Regions from separate parts of the Zea mays genome. Here all the other regions are linked to region 1. A link is a contact called in public Hi-C and HiChIP or PLAC-seq data. All regions are on one chromosome and are shown on one strand. The core of a region is the stretch at or near the end of the contact, and the rest is flanking DNA. Distances in the headings are between cores, read along the strand shown. Region 1 holds the start of LOC100192835 (60 ribosomal protein L14). Region 2 holds the start of LOC100278236. Region 3 holds the start of LOC100285205 (NIN-like protein 1).

The links. A called contact is a pair of places that touch in the nucleus more often than the background predicts. HiChIP or PLAC-seq counts read pairs in DNA pulled down with a chosen protein or histone mark.
Region 2: a contact with region 1 is called in an H3K4me3 HiChIP or PLAC-seq map of leaf, with 4 times the contacts expected there. The contact joins the promoter of LOC100278236 here to the promoter of LOC100192835 in region 1. A contact is called at or near these places in 1 of 25 Hi-C or Micro-C datasets (leaf) and 1 of 3 datasets of contacts at active chromatin or transcription factors (leaf).
Region 3: a Hi-C map of ear shows a contact between it and region 1, with 2.9 times the contacts expected there. The contact joins the promoter of LOC100285205 here to the promoter of LOC100192835 in region 1. A contact is called at or near these places in 4 of 25 Hi-C or Micro-C datasets (ear, endosperm and leaf).

The regions. Positions count from the first base shown.
Region 1 is chr2:203,758,896-203,762,205 of Zm-B73-REFERENCE-NAM-5.0, forward strand. LOC100192835 (60 ribosomal protein L14) reads left to right here and starts at 1,464. Exons shown (of 5, transcript NM_001138026.1): 1 at 1,464-1,515; 2 at 1,618-1,719; 3 at 2,137-2,266; 4 at 2,393-2,505; 5 at 2,593-2,838. The coding sequence starts at 1,513. The coding sequence ends at 2,649.
Region 2 is chr2:203,903,846-203,906,940 of Zm-B73-REFERENCE-NAM-5.0, forward strand. LOC100278236 reads left to right here and starts at 1,785. Exons shown (of 4, transcript NM_001367354.1): 1 at 1,785-1,882; 2 at 2,575-3,095. The coding sequence starts at 2,597.
Region 3 is chr2:203,975,197-203,978,218 of Zm-B73-REFERENCE-NAM-5.0, forward strand. It overlaps LOC100285205 (NIN-like protein 1), which reads left to right and starts at 1,734. Exons shown (of 4, transcript NM_001158099.2): 1 at 1,734-2,771. The coding sequence starts at 1,965. It overlaps LOC103647637 (a long non-coding RNA gene), which reads right to left and starts at 2,383. Exons shown (of 3, transcript XR_004856409.1): 1 at 1,438-2,383; 2 at 1,255-1,353.

The DNA of each region.
Region 1 (3,310 bases), core at 214-2,713:
AAGCATGAATCAGGAAACAACATGCAACAATCTGGAGAATATATACCTTTAATTCAGAATCCACTTTTATAACTGCCTTTCTGAACTCTTTGATTGACTTGTGTAAGGGTGACAAGCTCACACAGACATTCACAGTACTCTTTCAGATACCCAATGCTCCATTCTGATAACCAGGACAACTGTCGTGATTCTATAAATTTGGACTTACCAAAAAATAGAAAATGGGAAAAAACTGAAATAGGTGAATCTATAATTTGTTTGGGAGCTCCTAAGGAGAGGTCAAGCTCTGTGGCATAATTGTTGTAGTGGAAGGGTAGGATACTCTCATCTGAGAGCCTAAGAGCAACAAGCCCTCGCATGCTTGCAGCTGAAAAGGAAATATAAAGTTAATTCTAGATGTTGCCAAGTATCCAACACAATTAGTATGATCCACTTTCACTAACCAACTCTGCCAAAGTACGGTTAAAGGATCGCATAGGCAATTTCACCGCAACAAACTTATATGTACGTTTCATTCTACAAAGACAACAAAACTTTTTTAACAGACTATCGCTGGGATGAGAAATGTGATACATTTCTAACTAATTTTCAATCTAACAAACCTGATAGCCACCGGTGAGGACTTTGAGGGTGTTGGCGACACACGTACCGCGCTGGTGGCACTTGGCGAGAAGGTTGCAGCCTTGCAGCCTTGCAGGGGTAGAGGTGAAAAGGAACCTCCACCCCCTTCCTATCTGCTTCGATATCTATTAATCCTAGATTCGGTAGCTATCATCATCGTCTAGAAAAAAAACATACCTGTGCATTCGGGTTACCCGAAATATTTTAGTCGAATAATTCGGTATTAAAAGCAACTACCCAATTTTTTGTTTTAAAAACTATTACCCGAAATTTCGGGTTCGGATTTTACTGGATATACCCAAAATTGACAAAACCAACCATTTTCAATAGAGATTTCAGTTTTGGATATCGTTTAAAAATTTCAAATAATTTTTAAGGGAAATTTGGATCCATACCATTAAAAGATCACCACTTTGGATCTATACCATTACTATCTCACTTACATGTGGGTCCACATGAGTCAATGACATGTGGGGTCCATGGTATATATCTAAAGTTTGGATCTTTTAATAGTATAGATCCAATTATTCCAATTTTTAAATGTAAAAATAAAAAGGTACTTCTTCGAGGTAACCCCGCGTGGGCTTCCAAATGCCGGGGAAATCTGGTCTGTGGCCGAGTTCCACGCGGGTTTCTGCTAGAAGGAAAGCCAGGGACATTCACAGCATTCGGACTTCCAAACGAGGCCCCAAAGGCCCAGTAGACTTCTTACTCCGCTGATCTGGATCGGACGGCCAGAGTGTCGCTTCTCTTGATCCGACGGCGCCAGTGGACTTGCACGGCACTTTATAGGGCACTCCCACCGCCGAACCCTAGTTTCTGGTTTATCTTCCACCGCGCTTCGCCCACTCGCTCCAGCCGCTTCACCGCGCCGCCACCGCCACCGCGAGGATGGTACGTCGATCGCGCTTAGTGTCAGTGGTGTTAGTTCCGGTGGGGGTTATGAGTTGTGCGGGTTCTGACTTGGGGTTTTGTGTGTTTGTGCTATGCGTGCAGCCGTTCAAGAGGTTCGTGGAGATCGGGCGCGTGGCCCTGGTGAACTACGGGGAGGACTATGGCCGTCTCGTTGTCATCGTCGATGTGGTCGACCAGAACAGGGTAAGGACTGACCTTTAGGCTCGTGCTTTGTACTACTGGTAGTAATGGGTTTGTATCTGCTGATCTTCGTTAGAAATGTGAACAATCGCTGTATTTGGTAGCACCTGATTCAATTTATTTGAATTGGCCAAGTAGCGTGCCCTCGTGCCCTCATCTAGCGGTTAACCATACCTACTCTTGAGATAAATGGAGGAGATAGTACCTTAGCATTTGGCAATGCCAGGAGGCTAAGGGCTGTTTGCCAAACTTGTTCCCCGAATGAACCAAGACCGAATCCCTCGTTTAGATTCCTTTTAAGGTGCAACGAATGTTCAGTATCTAGCAACCTATCTCTGCGTTGCCTTGATTATTTGTCTTGCTGTAATTGATTAATCAAGCATTCAAGCCCTCATCGCCTTGTTGCATTCTGTGAACCAGGCACTTGTGGATGCCCCTGATATGGTCAGGTGCCAGGTGAACTTCAAGCGGCTCTCACTTACTGACATCAAGATTGACATCAAACGTGTCCCCAAGAAGACAGCCCTGATCAAGGCGATGGAGGAAGCTGGTAACTCTAGAGCTTATGTTGTGGACCTCTTTAGCACCGCCACACTTTATTCAACTTCTATATTCTAGATGATTGCCCATAAGAGAATGGTGACACTTATTTGATCTCTTGCTATTCTTTTTTCAGATGTGAAGACCAAGTGGGAGAACAGCTCATGGGGCAAGAAGCTGATTGTCCAGAAGAGGAGAGCATCGCTCAATGACTTTGATAGGTTCAAAGTCATGCTGGCGAAGATTAAGGTCAGGAACCTTCCTGTCAAATGTCTAGTTCCTGTTGACAGTGTCTATATTGCTGGCTCACACTTTCTTTTTCTTTTATGTGAACAGAGGGGCGGTGCTATCAGGCAAGAGCTCGCCAAGCTGAAGAAGGCGTCCACGGCTTAAGGAGTCTCTTTCCGTGAATGTCATGTTAGAGTTTTTGGTTATGAGTTGGATCAGCAATTCGATTGAGCGTTGTCAAAGCCAGAATTACCAATATGTTCCCTGTAAACCCATTTCAAACTTTATCAAGCACGGGCGTGCTCAGGATACTTTTGCCATGAATGATATGGAATATCTATGGTAGCTTGTGGCAAATGTGTAACGAGGCCGCAAATCTCGTGACTATCAACTCAAAGTTTCTTCCTCACATTTCAAAGGGTATCGTTAGCTAAAAATATAGGCAAGGGAGCTAAATGATGAGTTGGGCGGGCAATTAACTGTTACGACAAGTCTAGGCTGAAAATACAAGCGTCTGACCATCCAACACTTGATCATTGATCTTCTTGATGAGACTCAACAGTCACGTGATCCATTTTGATCGTTGATCTTTGATGAGGCTCAATAGTCACGATGACATTGTATAGGAGCGTATGGTCTAATTCCCTAGCTAGATCAGCGTTCATGAGACTTCTCTAGTCACATTCTGGTAAGCATCGGAGACCTATCTAGTCACATTCCGGTGAGTAACGGACTTGGACACAGTCACACAATTGTCTAATGGTTGCCCTATTAACAGGGTTCGACACCCTTGTTGGAAGGACCCTAGTCACTCTGGGCGTATAAT
Region 2 (3,095 bases), core at 535-3,034, 150 kb after region 1:
GCTCCGCTATAATTCACCGCACTGTCCGGTGCACACCGGACTGTCCGGTGAGTCACCGGACAGTGTCCGGTGTGCCAGCGGAGCAACGACTACTTCACGCGCAATGGTTGTCTGCAACCGCATTCAATGCGCTACAGTGCGCGCCAGAGTCAGAGCACGCGCAGTTGGCACACCGGACAGTCTACAGGACCTGTCCGGTGCACCACCGGACAGCCCAGAGGCCCCACAAGTCAGAGCTCCAACGGTCGAACCCCAACGGTCTGCTGACGTGGCTGGCGCACCGGACAGTGTCCGGTGGCGCACCGGACTGTCTGGTGCGCCATGCGACAGCACACTTCCAACGGTCATTTTTGGTGGTTGGGGCTATAAATACCCTAACCACCCCACATTCAATGGCATCCAAGTTTCTACACTTCTACACCTTACAAGAGCTATAGCATTCAATGCAAGACACACCAAAGAGATCAAATCATCTCCCAACTCCACACAAAGCTTTAGTGATTAGAGAGAGAGATTTGTTGTGTTCATTTGAGCTCTTGCGCTTGGATTGCTTCTTTTGTTTCTCATTATTTCGTGATCAACTTAATTGTAACCGAGGCAAGAGACACCAATTGTGTGGTGGTCCTTGCGGGGACTTTGTGTCCCGTTTGATTGAGAAGAGAAGCTCACTCGGTCTAAGTGACCGTTCGAAAGAGGGAAAGGGTTGAAAGAAACCCGGTCTTCGTGACCACCTCAACGGGGAGTAGGTTTGCAAGAACCGAACCTCGGTAAAACAAATCCTTGTGTCTCACTCTTTATTTGCTTGCGATTTGTTTTCACCCTCTCTCTCGGACTCATTCATATTTCTAACGCTAACCCGGCTTGTAGTTGTGCTTAAGTTTATAAATTTCAGATTCGCCCTATTCACCCCCCTCTAGGCGACTTTCAGTTATTATTTTTTCTTAAAAGGAATGAAAGAATGTAGGTAGTTTATTCTTTTTAAGATGTACCATTGTCCTGGCATCATCCCCATCTCTCCATCGTGTAAATATATATGTCTCAAGTGTTCCACTTTTCCCTTTTCCTTCCATAAGAGTTGAGGTGGGCATGAAAGCACCATTTTTTCCTAGTTTCTTTGTATGGGTCTTCTGAAATTATGTACATTTATATTTTGTGGCAAGCGGAGAGATTGTTGTGTAATTTCCATTGTACCAAACGTCCAAACCCCTCTTACCAATAGAAGTCCCTTGGATTGTTTGTCACATTGCAGATTGCTTTAATACTTGCTTTAAACTATCTGCAAAATCTTCATGTGATTCTTTAGGGTCCCTTTGGCAGGGCTTCCGAGAACTGTTTATGTTCTGGCTTCATATTTTATTAGGTGAGTGCCCATGCGTCACAGGGCCGAGTTTCTCTTCGGTGTCATCCCGGACAGCTCATATATGTCATCCTCTATCTCATAATTATATAACACATATGAGCATATATAAGTTATCGATATGTCCCCGTTGCAACGCACGGGCACTGACCTATAAGAAGATAAGAGAATAATTTTAGGGGTCTTTTAGAGGTGCTCACATTTTCTTAAAAAACCAATAAAATGTATGCACTGAAATTTTCGATAAAACATATTAGTGGCACAAAAAAGTATAGAAATAATTAAACATGATAAACTACATATACAAGGAAAACACGAAGGAAAAAAAAGAGAGGCAACAGAGGCATGTTGCTTCCCCACTTGGCCTATATGGGCTGGCTCTGATATGATATCCTGATGCGCAAATTTCTCCAATACATCTCCATCTCACTACTTCACTTTCACTCTCTCCTGTAGTCCTGTGGCTTCTTTCGTGGCGGCGCCGTCCTCCTCGTCGGGCTCTTCCCGCCGACGAGCATCCACCTGGTACGCCCTTCTTTCTCTTCCCGGTGTGCGAACGGAGTACCACAAAACCTAATGCGAGCTATTTGTATCCAGATCTTATGTCGGTTGGGTCTTATCATCTGACTCAGTTATATGTTTACACACACTAAATTCAATTTGTTTTGAAAAAAAAATCATACGAACCTGTTCGCTGCAGTGCAGGCACTACAGCAGCAGCCGCTGTTTTCTACAGTAACCTGTGAGGCGGAACTACACTGTAGTTTTTTCGGGGGGCTCCGGATTGCTGTTCGAAAGCGGCAGCAGCCGGCACGATAGTAATCGAGAGCAGGTGTATTTCCTGTACTGCCCCCCCCCCCCCCCCCCCCCCCCCCCGCATGTTTGCTTATCATAGATATGAAGTTCCTAGTCGCCGTCAGTTTGTCTCCAGCGATTGTTGTGTTCTTGTTTACTCATATTTTACTGCCGGGTACCTTTATCTCCTGTACTCTGTGATAAAAATGTTCAAAACAACATGAGCAAAGTCGCACAAACTGTATTCTGCAAGTATGTAATGCTTGCGTCAGATTGTGGCTGGAAACTGCACAGGTAGCATAACTGAAAAAAAAAATTTAAAACTAAATTTTACAATTGACTTGGCATGTGGCAAGTTGGTCTTCGTGCTTGTTGGTAACTAATACCATTAAATGCTGCTGATGACATATAAATCGATCCAGGTTACTTCGTGGCAGAGGCACCATGCCTCGTGGTGACAACCCGCACTCAGTTTCAGAGAATACGGCAGCACTGAGGGAATCACCAAAACAGCCCAAGAATGTTGTTAATGAGCAACCCACAACTTCTCCTTTTCCTGAAAACAAAGTTGCTGCTACAGTTGGCATAAAGCGACCACAGCCTTATGGCCCCTTGAGTCCGACCAATCATCACACGCTGGGCAATCCAGGGGCAAATGGCCATCTTGTGTATGTGCGAAGGAGGCTTGAAACTGATCAGAGCAAAGGGGTTACTGCTACCCACGGAGAAAGTGCCAGTTCTACAAGCTTGAAGAAAGCTTGTGCAGGCAGCTTGCAGTCACAGGGACGAATTCTGAAGCATCAAAACAATGCAACTCACACCCAGTGTGCTCCCCGATTTGCATCTCCAGCTGCTGCTACATCCTCCCCTGCTTTGCAACCTGCAGTTTTGTCTCCTCACTGTTCTTTTGGGAAGCAATCTCCAGGAAAGGTTGCTGCCCAGC
Region 3 (3,022 bases), core at 484-2,983, 220 kb after region 1:
GCGCTGGATATGTGGCCACACAAGGAGAGATCGAGTCTGGAATGATGATATACGAGAGAGAGTAGGAGTGGCGCCAATTGAGGAGAAGCTTATGCAACATCGTTTGAGATGGTTTGGACATATCCAACGAAGACCTGGAGAGGCACCAGTGCATATTGGAATAATTAGGCGTCCCGAGAATGTGAAGAGAGGTAGAGGTCGACCAACCTTGACGTGGACAGAGGCTATGAAAAGGGACCTGAAGGAGTGAAATATTGATAAAGAGCTCGCCGTGGATAGGAAGGAGTGGAAGTGTGCAATTCACGTGCCAGAACCCTGATTTGTAGTTTCGCTTTTCCTCCTTAATCATTTGACCTTTTCTTGTGCCCCTTTAGATCTTGCTGGTTCTTGTGGGTTTTATTTATTTTTATGTGTTTCCCCGTTTCGTCGTTTTTCGGTTCTCCTTTGCCTTTGTCTCCCTTTTCTTTTCTTTGGGGTTGAGCTCTGAGATTTTCATATGGGGTTTCATCTCTAGCCTACCCCAACGTGCTTGGGACAAAAAGGCTTTGTTGTTGTTGTTGTCTAAACATTTTTACATAGGCATTTGCAAAAGTGGTTCATTTTAAATTGGACATGATTAGAAACAAACGAGATGATAGCATAATTACAAATGTATCTATTGATTTGTTTCAATCAAAGTAAAGGAAAATGTAATCGTTAATAAAGAAGAGAATTATACCATATAAGTTGAGATAACCAGAAAAGAAAATTTCTACTATGACTTTTTCTGTTAGACAGAACCATGTATTTGATGGCAAGGTAGTGGGGGTATTTTACATATAAAATTCCAACCTTTTCAGAAACAGTTGTCCCGGAATTTGTGGTTTGCCTTTATTTGAGTAGAGAGGACAAATTTTGATTGGCCCTACACCAATATATGCTAGAATCTCTAATCAAGAGACCACCCCTGATCCCCTGTTTTCACCACTGAGGTTAGGCCCTGTTGCCTGCATTTCAGTGGTCATGCTTGTGTCACCGGAATCAGAATTGACAAATGAATTTGGTGAGTTATTCAACAATAGTTACAAGTACAAGGCACCTTTTCTACAAAATTCCCAAAATCTACCACAGCATGAATAGACAGTTTGGGTCTCAGTTCCTCTTGTTTATATGTGAAAAACGGCCGTCCCCAGTTCCTCCTGTTTGCAAACCACCATTTTAAAAAAAAAATCTCAAAAAACACTCGTGGTATTGTGCAAGAGAGGATTTTCTTACCAAGGAATCCTTCTGAAGCTGCAGAATCACCCTTGCAAGTTGACTTTATATATGGAAAATATGGAAGCGCCAAGCGGGTATGGACCTATGATTGGATTCCTGCGTGGTGCAGCTGGGCCCTCAGTGAAAGGGAAAGATTCTAACAAATAAATAAAAACAAAATTACGATGGTGTCCCCACAACCTTTGTTGTAACGACGACGCCAAAAAATAAGGGCAACACCAAGCGAAGCCCGGCCAAGCAATTTTTTTTGTTCTCCTTTCCGTTTCGCAGCGCAGCAGGATCCACTAGGACCACTAGATGCAGTGGAGCATCGAGCCATTTCCGGGGGTGAGTTGAGGTGAGCAGAACCGAGCTACCTGGTGGAGGCTGGCACCTAGCTAATCCACAGGAGGAAGAGAGGAGAACGGGAGCCTTTTTGATGACAAGAACGGAGGCGTCAGGCGTGTGATTAACAGTGAGCTGCTTGCTACCTAACTATCAATCTCTTTCGCTGCTTGCTTTCCATTGAAAATGATGTGTTCTCCCACACCCTGCAACCTGAAGGCAACATGCCTAGCACAAAATTCTCCCAAGGATTCCCATGGTTTCCTAGCCCAAGATGTGCATGGAGCCTTGCTTCTTGATCTCCAGCAGAACAGAAGTGAAGCACTGTGGCCTTGCATGCCCAAGTTTTGTTGTTAGCGTTACCAAGATCATAGCTACCACTGATGCAGTGCGTTCGCGATGAACTGTGTAGAGCAGGTTCTGAAGAGAGTGTTACCTGCATCTGCATGGAAGAGGGAGGAGACCCGCAGCTTCCGAGCATCTCCGTGGCACGCACCACGTCCGAAGGCGCGGGGGCCGTCGACTTGGATCTCCTTGAGCAGCTACTGTCCGGCGACAACGGTTGGCTCGAGGTGGTCTCGCGCTCGCCCAACTCGGTAGCGTTTCCTCCACCCTCGGCCTTCTTCTCGGCTGACGCGACGGCCACCACAGTGACGACGACGGCGGCGCCGGCCGCGAACGCCAGCTGGTTGATTCAGACGGGCGGCGCGAGCACCCCCTCCGTGCGGGAGCGGTTCAGCCAGGCCCTGTCCTACATCCGTGATACGCAGAGCGACGGCGACGTCCTCGTGCAGCTCTGGGTGCCGGTCAACCGCGATGACGGGAAGCTGGTGCTGACCACCAGCGGTCAGCCGTTCACGCTCGACCACCGCTCCGACAGCCTCATCCGGTTCAGGGAGGTGTCCACCAAGTACCAGTTCCCAGCCGACGTTAGGTCAGGGGAGTCACCAGGGTTGCCAGGGAGGGTCTTCATCGGCAGGCTCCCTGAGTGGTCGCCGGACATCAGGTGCTTCACCAGCTACGAGTACGCCAGGGTGACAGATGCAAAGTACCTCGATGTCCACGGCACCATGGGGCTGCCAGTGTTCGAGAAAAGAAGTTACAGTTGCCTGGGCGTTATCGAGCTGATCATGACAAAGCAGAAGCTCAACTTCACCTCTGAGCTCAACACCATCTGCAGTGCTCTACAGGTAGGAGACCTCAATCTCACTGCCCCTGAAAGTTCAGAGAAGTATACCGCAAATGCGTTAGGTTAGGAGATCCACTCACCAGCTTAGGACATGTTTAGAAGCACCCAATTTTTAATAAACTTATGGAGGACATATTTAGAAGCACCCAATTTTTAATAAACTTATGGAAATTGAGGTGGTTCCAAACATATGGCTCGGTTTATAGAAATTGAATTCTCAATTTCTTAAAACCAAGAAGCTAATTTCTCCTA